Linked DNA regions of Mus musculus: region 1 is linked to region 2. A link is a contact called in public Hi-C data. All regions are on one chromosome and are shown on one strand. The core of a region is the stretch at or near the end of the contact, and the rest is flanking DNA. Distances in the headings are between cores, read along the strand shown. Region 1 overlaps Gm39205 (a long non-coding RNA gene). Region 2 holds the start of Smad1 (SMAD family member 1).

Evidence for each region. A called contact is a pair of places that touch in the nucleus more often than the background predicts.
Region 1: a contact with region 2 is called in a Hi-C map of bone marrow-derived macrophages, with 1.6 times the contacts expected there. The contact joins the enhancer-like site here to the promoter of Smad1 in region 2. A contact is called at or near these places in 9 of 484 Hi-C or Micro-C datasets (Sertoli cells, bone marrow-derived macrophages, conventional dendritic cells and 4 more), 6 of 115 datasets of contacts at active chromatin or transcription factors (bone marrow-derived dendritic cells, bone marrow-derived macrophages, embryonic stem cells and 1 more) and 3 of 9 other capture datasets (adipose tissue, liver and pancreatic islet).

What each region holds. Positions count from the first base shown.
Region 1 is chr8:79,440,932-79,446,806 of GRCm38.p6, reverse strand. Gm39205 (a long non-coding RNA gene) reads right to left here. Exons shown (of 4, transcript XR_878955.1): 2 at 3,269-3,527; 3 at 2,044-2,068. Among named protein-coding and RNA genes, the nearest start is that of Gm39205, 3.5 kb to the right of the region's middle. Within about 2 kb of position 2,871, at least 5 of the 459 cell types and tissues checked have an H3K27ac peak or open chromatin away from gene starts, as enhancers often do. A contact at or near this core is called in bone marrow-derived macrophages, where this site is marked.
Region 2 is chr8:79,395,481-79,401,392 of GRCm38.p6, reverse strand. Smad1 (SMAD family member 1) reads left to right here and starts at 1,965. Exons shown (of 7, transcript NM_008539.4): 1 at 1,965-2,140. Gm51578 (a long non-coding RNA gene) reads left to right here. Exons shown (of 3, transcript XR_003947567.1): 3 at 337-683.

The DNA.
Region 1 (5,875 bases), core at 1,622-4,121, 45 kb before region 2:
TCCCTTCTAAAGGTCCCCCCCATCAATGAAGGGTTTCTCTCCTACCCCCAGCTGCTTACCAGCTCAGGGCTACATCATCAGTAAAACTCTTTTCACATTTAATACATTTCCTAATCTTTTTTCCTAATCTTTCTCCTTCCTATAAGGATATCTATAACCAGTATAGCTATGTATAACCTATATATAGCTATAACTTATGAGAGATATTTTGACACTTTTCTTTTTTCAGGTAAGGTCTCAATCTGCCCTAGGCTAACCTGGAATTTAGCTTCCTAGGATGGCCTTGAACTTGGGATTTTCTATACGTAAAGTATTTTAATGGGTAATTTAGTGTTCTTTACCAATCTTATTGATCTATATATTCAGTTTTTAAAATTTTTGTTTTTGAGACAGGGTTTCTCTAAAGCCTTAACTAACTTCATAGACCAGGCTGGTCTCACAGAGATCCACCTGCCTCTGCCTACTGAATTAAAGGGTTAAAGGCATGTACTACCACATGGCTTTATTTTTGTGGTTATATTTTTGTCCACTTTCACATTTCTTTAAAATTAGAAGGCAAATCTGATTAATATAATTAATTCTATTGTGTTGAGAAACTGAAGTCTTTATGTTGCCAGGACAAAGGGTTATTTGCCACCAGTCCTCAAGGGAATGGCCAGAAATTAGCCCCCTAGTGAAAATATTAAAACTTATCATTGAATTCATCCTAAATTGAGGAAAGCTGTTCTTTGGCATAATTAGGCAAAAGCTAAGATTAGGTCAGTAGATATAAAAACTGTCTCTTAAAAAGAGTAAAATTTTCGGATATCAATGTTTTTCTTCTGCCTTGGTGTATGCGAGTTACGGTTGTTACTCCCAGAAAGTGTCTTACTGTCTCCTCTGCTAGTGTTTGTGTCTGTCTGTCTCACTGAAAGGGATTTGAGTATGGATTGCTTCATTTCAAGCTTTCACTTGCGCATGCCTGGCATAGCTTTTAAAATGACAAAGGTAGAATTTCCTATCTCGGTTAGTATCTAGTAAGTACTCAGAACTTGCAGGCACGTTCTAAATTGTTTAGTGAAAGGGAAGCCACAAAAATCTTCCCTTTTGCGCAAAACCTTATCACTGGTTACTTGAGATGAAAATATTTGTGGATCGCTTGTTCGGCGGCATCTCCTTTAAGGGAGAGAATTTGTCTTGTTTATAGCCAAAGGCCATGTTACACATAATAAGTTCAGCAAATCTTTGTAGAAATGAGAGCAGAGGTGGCTGGTTATGTTCAGAGATGAATAGAAATTCCACAGCTCACTTATTGGAATAACTCAGAGCTCAGATGAACTTCTGGTCATATTTGAATAAGTGTCTCCTGCATACTTTGCTACAAAGACAGTCCAAATGATAAAGGGCCACCTGAGACACTGAGGCGTACAGCTGACACAATCGAGTCGGGGCCCATCAGTAGTGGCTTATTAAACTCTAGATGCCCAGCCTGAAAAGGGTGGGGTTCTGGCAAAAGACTGGTTTTTCTGAGGTGAAGTAATTTTCACCTCAAGCAAAGCATTTATTGTAAGTAGCATGGGTTGTCTTGATGCATGAAATAACCCACCTACGTTCAAACTCTACTCCATAAGCAAGTCTTCCTTTTACATTTTGTGATGTTATATTTCATGTTTGAAATTTACAAACATTTGTTCACTTAAAATATTTACTAAGTCTGGCTGTCAGCATTTCATTATTGCTGTATCCTTAGCGTTTTTACAACCTTTCAAATTTAAGAAGGTATTCAGTTAAGTCAGTCTCTCTCTTTCTCTCTCTCTTTCTCTCTCTGTATGTGTGTGTGTGTGTGTGTGTGTGTGCACACGTGTACATGCATGTGTGCATGCATGTCTACCTGCCTGCTTTCCAAAGATATCAGACACAGATATTGTTTCTTGATAGTCATTATCTCTTGTTAGGGTTTCAGAATCATCACATGATGAAAAGGAAATGAACTCTATATGAGGATTGAAAAACAGTTTACAACAATGAGCTTTAAAGGTCCAAATTTTCAGGGCTAGAACTTACCTGTAGGCAAAACCTGTGCTGTATGCTTTGTGAAAAAAAAAAAGAAGCTATTAGCTGTATGTCTCTGAGCACTGTGTTAATGTACGAGTGTCGTTCTGATAACTTCTTGGTCATCAGTATAAATGAGCAGAATGACTTCTGCATTGAGTTTGTTATGAGTTATCTGTAAGTGATATCATCTTACTTACATAACAGAGATGACCTTCACCGGACTTACTGTACTTAAAGTGAATAGCTTCCTTTCTCAGACAGGATAAATGCTGAGGTTATATACTTAATATTTTCAAAAACACTCTTTTTGACAATACTCAATTAATATTAATATTGGAGTGTCATTTTCCCCCTTAAACTCTGTGTTACTTTCTCACAGCTCCAGTGAAAATTGATTTAAAAACAAAACAAGTTTCTCACTTAGTCTATAAAAATCATAGCCATAAATCACATTGATATACATGATGAGACATGTAGACTTTTTAAATTACAGAAAAATCAGGATATTATCTGTAGTCACGTAGCGTATTTATCGAGGACTGAACACAGGCATCTTGATATCCAGTCCCTTTTTTGTGACATAGAAATAAAAATCTATGAGCTATTTTTGTAACTAACTTTGAACTTACCCCCGAGATTCTATAGTTATATTATTGGGGGTGACTAGTAAATAGTTGGGGGGAGTGAGTGAAGTCCTGAGCAAATGTGTACCCTTGACATGAGCAAGGCCATGCAAGGCCACCAATGCCTCCGACGCCTGGGGATGGCGAGGCCTTCCTGTGGTCAGGCTCAACGGAATGACAAGAACTCTCCCTGGGCCAAATATGGATGTTGATGAACAGTAGACCTTCAGCTAAAACCAGAATGTACAGAAAGTCTGACCACAGGTTCCTCCTAATGAATGCAGCGTAAGACTTCTCCCCTACCAAGACCCCCCCCTGAGATCAGCTAACTCTTCTCCTTGTTTCTGTTGCACAGGATGAATAGGCCGGTTTTCTGGGCTGCTGCTGGCAGACTCCATCTGAGACATGGACCACCCAAACCCAGGTTTACATGACTTGTGTCTGTCACTTCTTCATTCCCTGTTGCTCGAGTCAGACCGAGCCCAAAGCGGGCTGCAGCAGTCACGTGACCTTTTCAGCAGCCAGTTATATTAGTGCACAGTGTACGGTGATTAAGCAAGCACAGGTTTACATAAAAGATTTCAAATTAGCGTCAAAGACACGTAGCATACCTTAAGGTTTGGCTCTGAAATAGACCTTGGTCTTCAGTCTGTGGTGCCACTGGGAAGCAACGCAGTCTTTAGTGGGGAGAGACTAATGGAAGGAATATGTGTCTCCTGTGTTTGCCTCTGATGACAGCATAGGGAGCCTGCCTCTTCCTTTTGTTGTCTTTGCTTTCCAGCCATCCTGAGGGGGGACAGCTTCCTACTGTGATGGTCTGCATGGCACAGCCCCCAGAGCAGCAGAGCCAGCGGAGGCAGACTGAAATCACTAAAATCAGAAGCCAAGTCAAGTCTGTCCTCCCTTTAAGTTACTTGTATCAAGTAGAACGGCAGCTGTCAAGCACATACCATAGGGTAACTTACAAGCAGTTCAAACTAAATGTGTGTACAGGCAAAACTACCCAAAGAGAAGCTTAAAGGGGGCTGTTGCTGCACTGCTACTTGAAATCTAGGTAGGATCAAGGCCAGATAAACCGTGTCCATAGTATAATGAGTTTTAAAGTTCTCCAGCTATAAGCTCAACTTAGTGATTGAGTAAAAAAAAAAAAAAAAAAAAAAAAAAACTATACAATTATTTCAAAAGATGGTTCTGTTATTTGATATATATATTTTTGCATTTGGCATGGTTCCTTTAAAATCATTTTTTAAAAACTATTATTTTTAAAGTAGGGTACAATTTACTTTCTTCATTCCATTATCTACACACACACACACACACACACACTGATGACAAGACCAAAGCAAACCATGAAATGATGGTCACCTGCCATGGCATGTGGCTCTGGGATTGACCTGATTGAGGTGCCAGGAATGAAGGTCTTCATAGGGGCACAGTGAACACTTCACTGACTTCCTCTCCAGCCTCTACATTCGTTGTCTTGATTGCACTAATAGCTCCATATGCCAAAATTTATCAACTTTTGTACTTTAAGTAGGTGTGGGTAATTGTATGTTAATTATACTTCCATAAAGCTGTTTTCTGTTTGTCTTATAGTACTGGGGACTGAACCAGAGAGCTTGCACATGCTAGGAAAGCATTCTAGCACTCGGCAATGTCCCCAGACCCAGAGTCTCATACATAGCCCAAGCTAGCCTCAAATTCATGATCCTCTTGGATCACCCTCTAAAAGTGCCATGTTTTTAGGAGTAACCACATGCCTGACAATAAAGAAATATATATGTAATATATAACATATAGCATATAACATATAATATAATACATAATATATATGGTGCAACAATTGCAAGTCTGCTTCTGTGTATTACTTAGACGGCTTCAATTATTCACTGATGTGTCAACAGTGCTAGCGTGTGTCACTGTCATCAAGCTCTCGAGTGGCTCAGTACCTTCCATTTCCAGAGGGCATGCTCTCATGGGAAGCACTGAAATGCACTTACAAGTCAAAACACAATTGTAATGAATTAGTCCCATGTATGTTTTAACCACTAAATACCTTTTGTGCTGGCGCTTTTCTCTTAACTCCAGCTGTTTCTGAAAGGAGGAAAATTAACACTCACCTGTGCTGTGGCACTGAGACGCTGAAAAACACTAAACCTAAAGACAAAATAATCTACCTCAAAAGAGAAAAACCAAAAGGCAATTAGATGTATAATTGTGTCAGTCTGGTTTGGGGCCATAAACTGGATTTCTTCTGCCTTTAAGAATGGTGTATTGGGTATTCTAAGCCTGGGACCAGAGAATTCACTTAGCAGTTAACAGCACTTGCTGCTCTTGCAAGGAACCTGGATTTGGTTCCCAGCACCCACATGGCAGCTTACAACTATTCATAACTCCAGTTCCAGGAAACATGACACCCCTTCCAACCTCTGTGGGCATCAGGAATGCACATGATGAACTTAAATACACGCAGGCAAAACACTCCCATACAAGACATCACTCTTTAAAGTTAGCCTCAGCCTGACAGAGAAGGTGAACGTTCTGACTAGTTTTAGGTCAACTTGATACAATCTATAGTCTTCGGAGAGGAGGGAACCTCAATAGAGAAAACACCTCCATAAGATCCAGTTGTAAGCAAGCCTGCAAGGGATTTTCTTCATTAGTGATCAATCGGGAGGGCCCATTGTGGGTGGTGCCATTCCTGGGCTGCTGGTCCTGGGTTCTATAAGAAAGCAAACTGAGCAAACCATGGGGAGCCAGAAAGCAGCACTCCTCCATGGCTTCCCATCAGCTTTGCTTCCAGGTTCCTGCTCTGTGTGAGTTCCTGTCTAGATTTCCTTTAATGATGAAGTGGGTATGTAAGGCAAATAAGCCCTCTCCCTCCAACTTGCTTTTGGTCATGGTGTTTTATAACAGTAATAGCAACCCGGACCAAGACAATGAGTGACCCCTTTCCATGTTACCAAGCCTTGCATGTACATGGTGGTGTGTGGTAGGTACATTGTAAGACAAGGCAGGATAGAGTTCACTGATGGCCATGGAACCTGGGACAAGTCCCCTACTGGAATGAAGTTCTGGAAATCAAGACAACGAATGTAGAGGCTGGAGAGGAAGTCTGTGAAGTGTTCACTGTGCCCTTATGAAGACCTTCATTCCTGGAGCCCCAGTCAGGTCAATCCCAGAGCCACATGCCATGGCAGGTGACCATCATTTCATGG
Region 2 (5,912 bases), core at 716-3,215:
GAAACATGCACTGCCTTTAGATGCCTGCAATTAAAAAAAAAAACAGCACTATTTGGATAAAATTTACAATCATAGAATGTAGCTATTCAAAATGTACAATCATATGACTTTTGCTATATCCACACAGTTGTGTAACTACCTGATTTTATTATTAATCTTATTTTGGAATCCTTTAGAGACCCTCCTAGGTCTTTCAATCCTGCACCCCACACTGTAATCCCAGGTTTTCCTATTCTGTTCCATGGCTTTGTCTACTATGAGCATCTTGCATGAAGGAAGCAAGTTCATTTGGCAGAATGTCTAATACTTGGTTGTTTTGTTTTGTTTTTGAGACAGGTCTCACAGAGGCCACGGTGGTCTTGAAGTTACTATATAGCCAAGGATGCCCTTGGACTTCTGACCTTGCTCCAGCCCAGAGGGTGGGCATTAGAGGCCAGCACCATCCCACCCGGTTTATTCTGTGCTGAGGATGGGACAGAGGCTCTCATTCCACCCTGGGAGGCAGGGGAAGTGCTTCTTTCCTTTTCTATGGCTGAGTAATGTTCCCATGTATGGATATACCTCACTCTTTTCATCTACAGAGGGTCTGTACAGGGGAGGGAAATGGCCCTGAGTGGCTTTAAGCCAGGCTCACTCCAACTGTTGCCCAAGGGACCAGAGAGCAACCAACTATGTCAAATGCTGCTTTTAAGGAAAATAAGATGAGATCCAAGAATTGACCAGTAAGTGCTCAAATAGTTTAATGAAGAAAGAAATTTAATTAGCAGGAATATTCTTATGTATAATTTATAAATGGCATTTTATGGGTTTATGGGATTTGTTGCATTTCCTTTGAATAATTAAATATGTAATGCAGATATAATACTTAAATAATTAATAAGAATTTTAAGTGGAGTGCTAAGCATGTAAAGGTACAGGAATAATTGGAGAGTGTCATTAATTTGTAGTGGCCTTTGGTATTTCTTTATATTGCGGGCAATGATTTTTTTCTTTTTTTGGTTTGTGGGGCATTTACTCCTAGAATAGTTCTTCTCTAAACATAACTCAACATTATGATAAGTGTTCAAGATTCCATGCCAACTTCCAGAAACTGACCAAGAAAAAAAGTTGATTGTTTCAAGAAGGTGTTTTTGGTGTCTGAACAGATCAGTAAGATGTGAGTTCCTTTGTGTGTGTGTGTGTATTTTTGTTTTGTGGGTTTTTTTGGGGGGGTGGGTGGGAATAGGGGCAAAACTGTTATCTAAAAGATTGCACCCAAATTTACAGTACTAAAAGGGTATTTCCCAGTCCAAAGCCAGTCTGGTCTGTAGAGAGAGATCTCATTTCCAGGCAAACAAGAAAGCAAGGAAGTTCAGTTGTAAAGTTCTTGTCCAGCATGCATAAGGCCATGGGTTCGATGATTCCCAGAACCTTATAAATAAAAATATGTGCAGCCCTGTAATCCCAGCACTGAGGATGTGGAGGCTGGAGGAAGAGAAGTTCAAGGCCTTTTCCCCTTCAAAGCGTGTTCGAGGTCATCCTGGGCTACGAGACCTTTTAACAAACATACAAATGGTTTCTGTCATTTGCCGCAGGAAGGGTACATACTGGAAATAAATGTATCTACCTAGTAGTTAACAGGTCAGCCAATTTGAGGCTCATGCTACATGAAGGGCCGGTAAATCACTGAGTCAGTGATTGCAGGGCCTTTAAAAATGCGTTTTTAGGACGACTGAGTGGGCTCGATGGTCGTGTTCGAGAACTTTTCAGAAAATAACACAGGCTTTGGAATTTGACTGGCAGCTAGGCAGGGACTAGAGTCAGAGGAAGGCGCGGGCCGGTAATTTGGAGAGGATCCCTAAGCGGCAGCGGGCGCGCGCGGTGCGCGTGTGAGCGAGGGCAAGCGGCAGGCGGGTTGTGCGCCGGGTATTGGCAGGCGGGCTGTGGAGGCTGGGCGGTTCCGACTGCCTGACGCCAGCGCGACCAGATCAATCCAGGCTCGGGGAGCGAGCGGGCGCACCAAGGCGAGGCCGGGGCCGAGGCGCGGGGACGGCGGCCCGGAGCTAAGCAGAGCGCGGGGACGGCGGCCGGGAGCGGATCGGAGCACGGGACCCGGCGCCGGGTCTCGTGCGTCCCTGCGGATGGGCGCGCCGCCGAGCCGGTAAAGCCGAGCGTACCCGAGCCGACTCGAGACAGACTTGTCCTGTGCCGCGCGGGGCGCACCGGGACAGGGACCAGCTCCAGGGGGGGATCCTGGGCGGGCTCCGGGGGGCATCCCGGGCGGGCTCCGGGGGAGGATCGGGGACAGGCTCCGAGGGGATTCTGGGCGGGCTCTGGGGTCGATCTGGGACGGGCTCCGGGGAGGATCCGGGAGGACTCGGGGGACCCGCGCTGAAGGAAATCTGGGACGAGCTCCGGGACGCAGTCCCCCCCCCCCCCCATGATGGCGCCTCGCGGCCGCGAACCTGCCGCCAGACCTCCCTGCCTCCCCGCGTCTTTGTCGGGCGTGTCCAGTTCTCCGGGGACCCCCGTTCCGCATCGGGCCGCAGCCCCATTGTGTCCCCGCCCCGGCCTGCGGACCCTCGCGGGGACAGCGCTGCGCTCAGCTCGGGTCTCCCTGGATGGACGCGCGCACCCCTGTGGGTCCCCACACAGCCTGATTTGGGGATCGGGGTTAAGGAAAGTTCGTAGCGTAGTTCCCTCTGATTTATTCAAAGGTCTGGCGGCCTCGCGTCTCCCCCCCCCCCCCCCCGCCCCCTTCCGCCTACACCCCCTGCGTCGCCCAGTGTCGCCTCATTCCTTTCCCTTTACCGGATTCGATTGCCTCACTGCGCGTTCCGAGCGCCGAGAACAACTGTTCTCGTCCAGACCGTCTTTGTTAGTGTTTCTGTCGCGGGGTGGGGGCGGTGGGCGTGAGAGCGCGGGCCTGTGCAGCCGCTTTGCGGACTGCGTGCGAAGGCTGCGGGGCCAGCGTCTCCCCGAGGTGCTCGGAGGAGCCAGGAGGGACCATCACCGGCTACATCCAGACAGTATGGTAGTCGCGGCTTTTGTTTATTCGGAGGCACATGTAGTTTTTCTAAATGCACGGTACAAAGTAATCCAGCCAAGAGCTTTCCATCTGAAAATCGCCGCCTATGCCACAGCCATCTAAGAGAGCATCGTTGTAGAATGCTTGTTGTCAACCCCTGGCCTCTTCCCCCTCTCTTGGGTTCCTGGGTGACATCTGAAGTTTTCAAAGCACGGACTGAAAGGAGTTGCTTGGTTTATGTAATGCCTTCCTGTTTTTGGAGCAGATTCACAGCATGCCCTTCACAGCATCAATCTCTCTCTAAGGGCCTGTGGTGGATAATGTGCCCACACCTCAGCACAATGAGAAAACTGTTCCCTGGCCAGGTTCATTTTTCATCGTGTTTATAATTACCACTGTAAGTTGTACCGGAAGCTGATGAGCTGTGCTGGAACAATTCACAAAGAGTCAAGGCAGAGGCAGTGTCCACTGCCTGGGTGTTTTCAATTGGTGCGCCTATGTTTTGCACCAGCGTTACTGTGATGTAGGTGCCAGGCCTAAATAGACTGGACTGGCTTTTGGGTTCGCCCTCTCCATCTCTGCTTTCCTCGTTTTCAGTTAGATGATATTTCTCTGAAGGTGGAGTGCCATCTGTGGAAGTCTGCATTTCCTAGGGAACTGTAAACCAGGGTCTCTTCTGGGGGTGGGGATGCCAGAGGCTCCAGAACGATCAGGTTTCTTCAGAGGATGGGGATTTGTCCTTGATTTAGTTTTGACCCCTGCAACCATAGTAGTAATAAAATACACTCTCCCTTTTGCAATGTCCTCTAGTTCTTGGAGAGATGGTGGTTTTGACATTTTGGAGGAGTAGCTGGGTTTTGTTTTGCTTTTGGCAATTAAAAAAATGCTAAACTCTTGTTCGTTTTGGAATTTAAATTCCTTTTCTGGTAAATTCGTGTGAGCATTAAGAGGAAGTAAATCTTGGTCCCCAGTTACACACATTAGTTAAAAACTAAATTTCGGTTTTTAATCTTGATTTCCAGCTATTCTGGGCTCAAGATAAAATGCAATAATGTGGTATATTGGAAGAAGAATAAGCTCTGATGTAATTAGATGAGCATATTTAAGCTGCAGTAGCCTACATAATCAAGGCCAAGTTGTGTGTGTGTGTGTGTGTATAAAAGACCTCATTTGTGTGGTCTTACAGGGCTAATGGAGGCATCGCCGAGACTTTATAAATAATGTAGAGTTGTGTGTAATGCGGAGTCTCCAGAGAGGCAGAGAGAGCATCATTACCAGCCTTTTCAACCTGCTTGAGATCTTAAATTGATTTACAGCACTGAACTGGTGCAAAATGATCCGTCAGGATGACATGGGGTCAGCCTGTAAAAGTCTGTGATGTCAGCCTATTAGTTCAGCCATCATAATTAAACCGTATTCTAGGGCAGCTAAGCAGGACTCTGGCGTTATACTTCAGATATGGGTGCTACATGGATTTGGTTTATGATGGAGAGGGGAGATGGTGAAGAACCTCCGTGTTGTTAAAAGAGGGCCAAGTGTTCTGAACTGTGATTTCTGGGCTGAGGGTTGCTGCATCTTGTTAAAGGTGTAGCTTTTCATGTGATGCTCTGGGTTGGTAATGGGGACCTTCACAGTTGCGATCTTTGTATCAAATGATGCTTTCGTCAGTGTGAATTTAACGTGGCCTTCTGGATGCGCTGAGATACCAAAGGAAGGCATCCTTCTTTGTTTCTGCCCTGAGCTTGCACGGTGCTGGTAAGTGAGTGAGGAGGTTATTGCTTTAACAGGGTATAGGCTCCAGGCTTCCACTGAAGACATAACAGCGACTCAATCGGAAAAGAAAGACCATCGCTTTTGCTTAAGTTCTTGTAATTTAGGCACTCAGTCTATTAAGTAGAAGTAGCCTTGTCTGTGTAGCTCAGTCATTATTTAAGATACAGTGTTGCCTGCACCACCCACATTTCAAGTAGTCATAAGCCACTACCATGTTGAATGGAATGTGCCTGTGACAGTTTTTATTCTCCCAGAAAATTCTAGATTCTAGAATCTAGAGAGTTGACCTAGGACTCCTCTGCACAAATACTTTTTTTTTTTTTTTTTCAGAAAGGCAGTTTGGCAGCCAGGGCTACATAGAGAAACCCTGTCTCAAAACCAGCCAACTAAACAACAACAACTTCAGTTTGGAATGCTGCTTGAAGACAATGGTTAAAATGAAGTTGGCTTTCAATAGACCCTATTTGCCCTTTGTGACCGTGATTTGGAGCACTAGGTAGATGGAAATTATTGTAGTTTTTTCTCTCTTTCTGAGTTTTTACTGTGTGCCAGGCATTGTTTATGGTGGTTATAACTTATTTAAGCCCTGGAACTTCCAGAAGAGTGGTGTTCCCATCTTATAGGTAAGGAAACTGAGGCAGAGTGACTGTGTGTTGCTTCAGGCCACACAGCTGGCAAGTTCTTAGGATTTACAGTCTAAGTAGGAATGTGAATCAAGCCACCTGATAGCCCTGAGCCTCAGTCCTAACTCTGTTTTATTATTTATTTTCTGTTTTGTTTGTTTGCTTTGTAGACTATTTTTCTCTTAAACTTTCTCATGCACCAGAAATTTTTCTGTGACCTGAGTATATGAAGTCTATGAAATAGGTCTACAAACCAAATACTTACTGATAATTAGTTACAAAGAAATATCCATTATTAAAGGCCAGCAGGATGGTCCAGCATGTCAGTAAGGCTGATGGACTGCGTTTGATTCCAGAACCCACATGGTAGAAGGAGAGAACAGACTTCCACAAGTTGCCTCTAACCTCCTTAAACAAATTGAAGATAAAAACATTTAAAATTTATTTAAAGGTAAGTCTTTAGTATACATAATATATACACATACACATACCACTTACTAAAAAGGAAA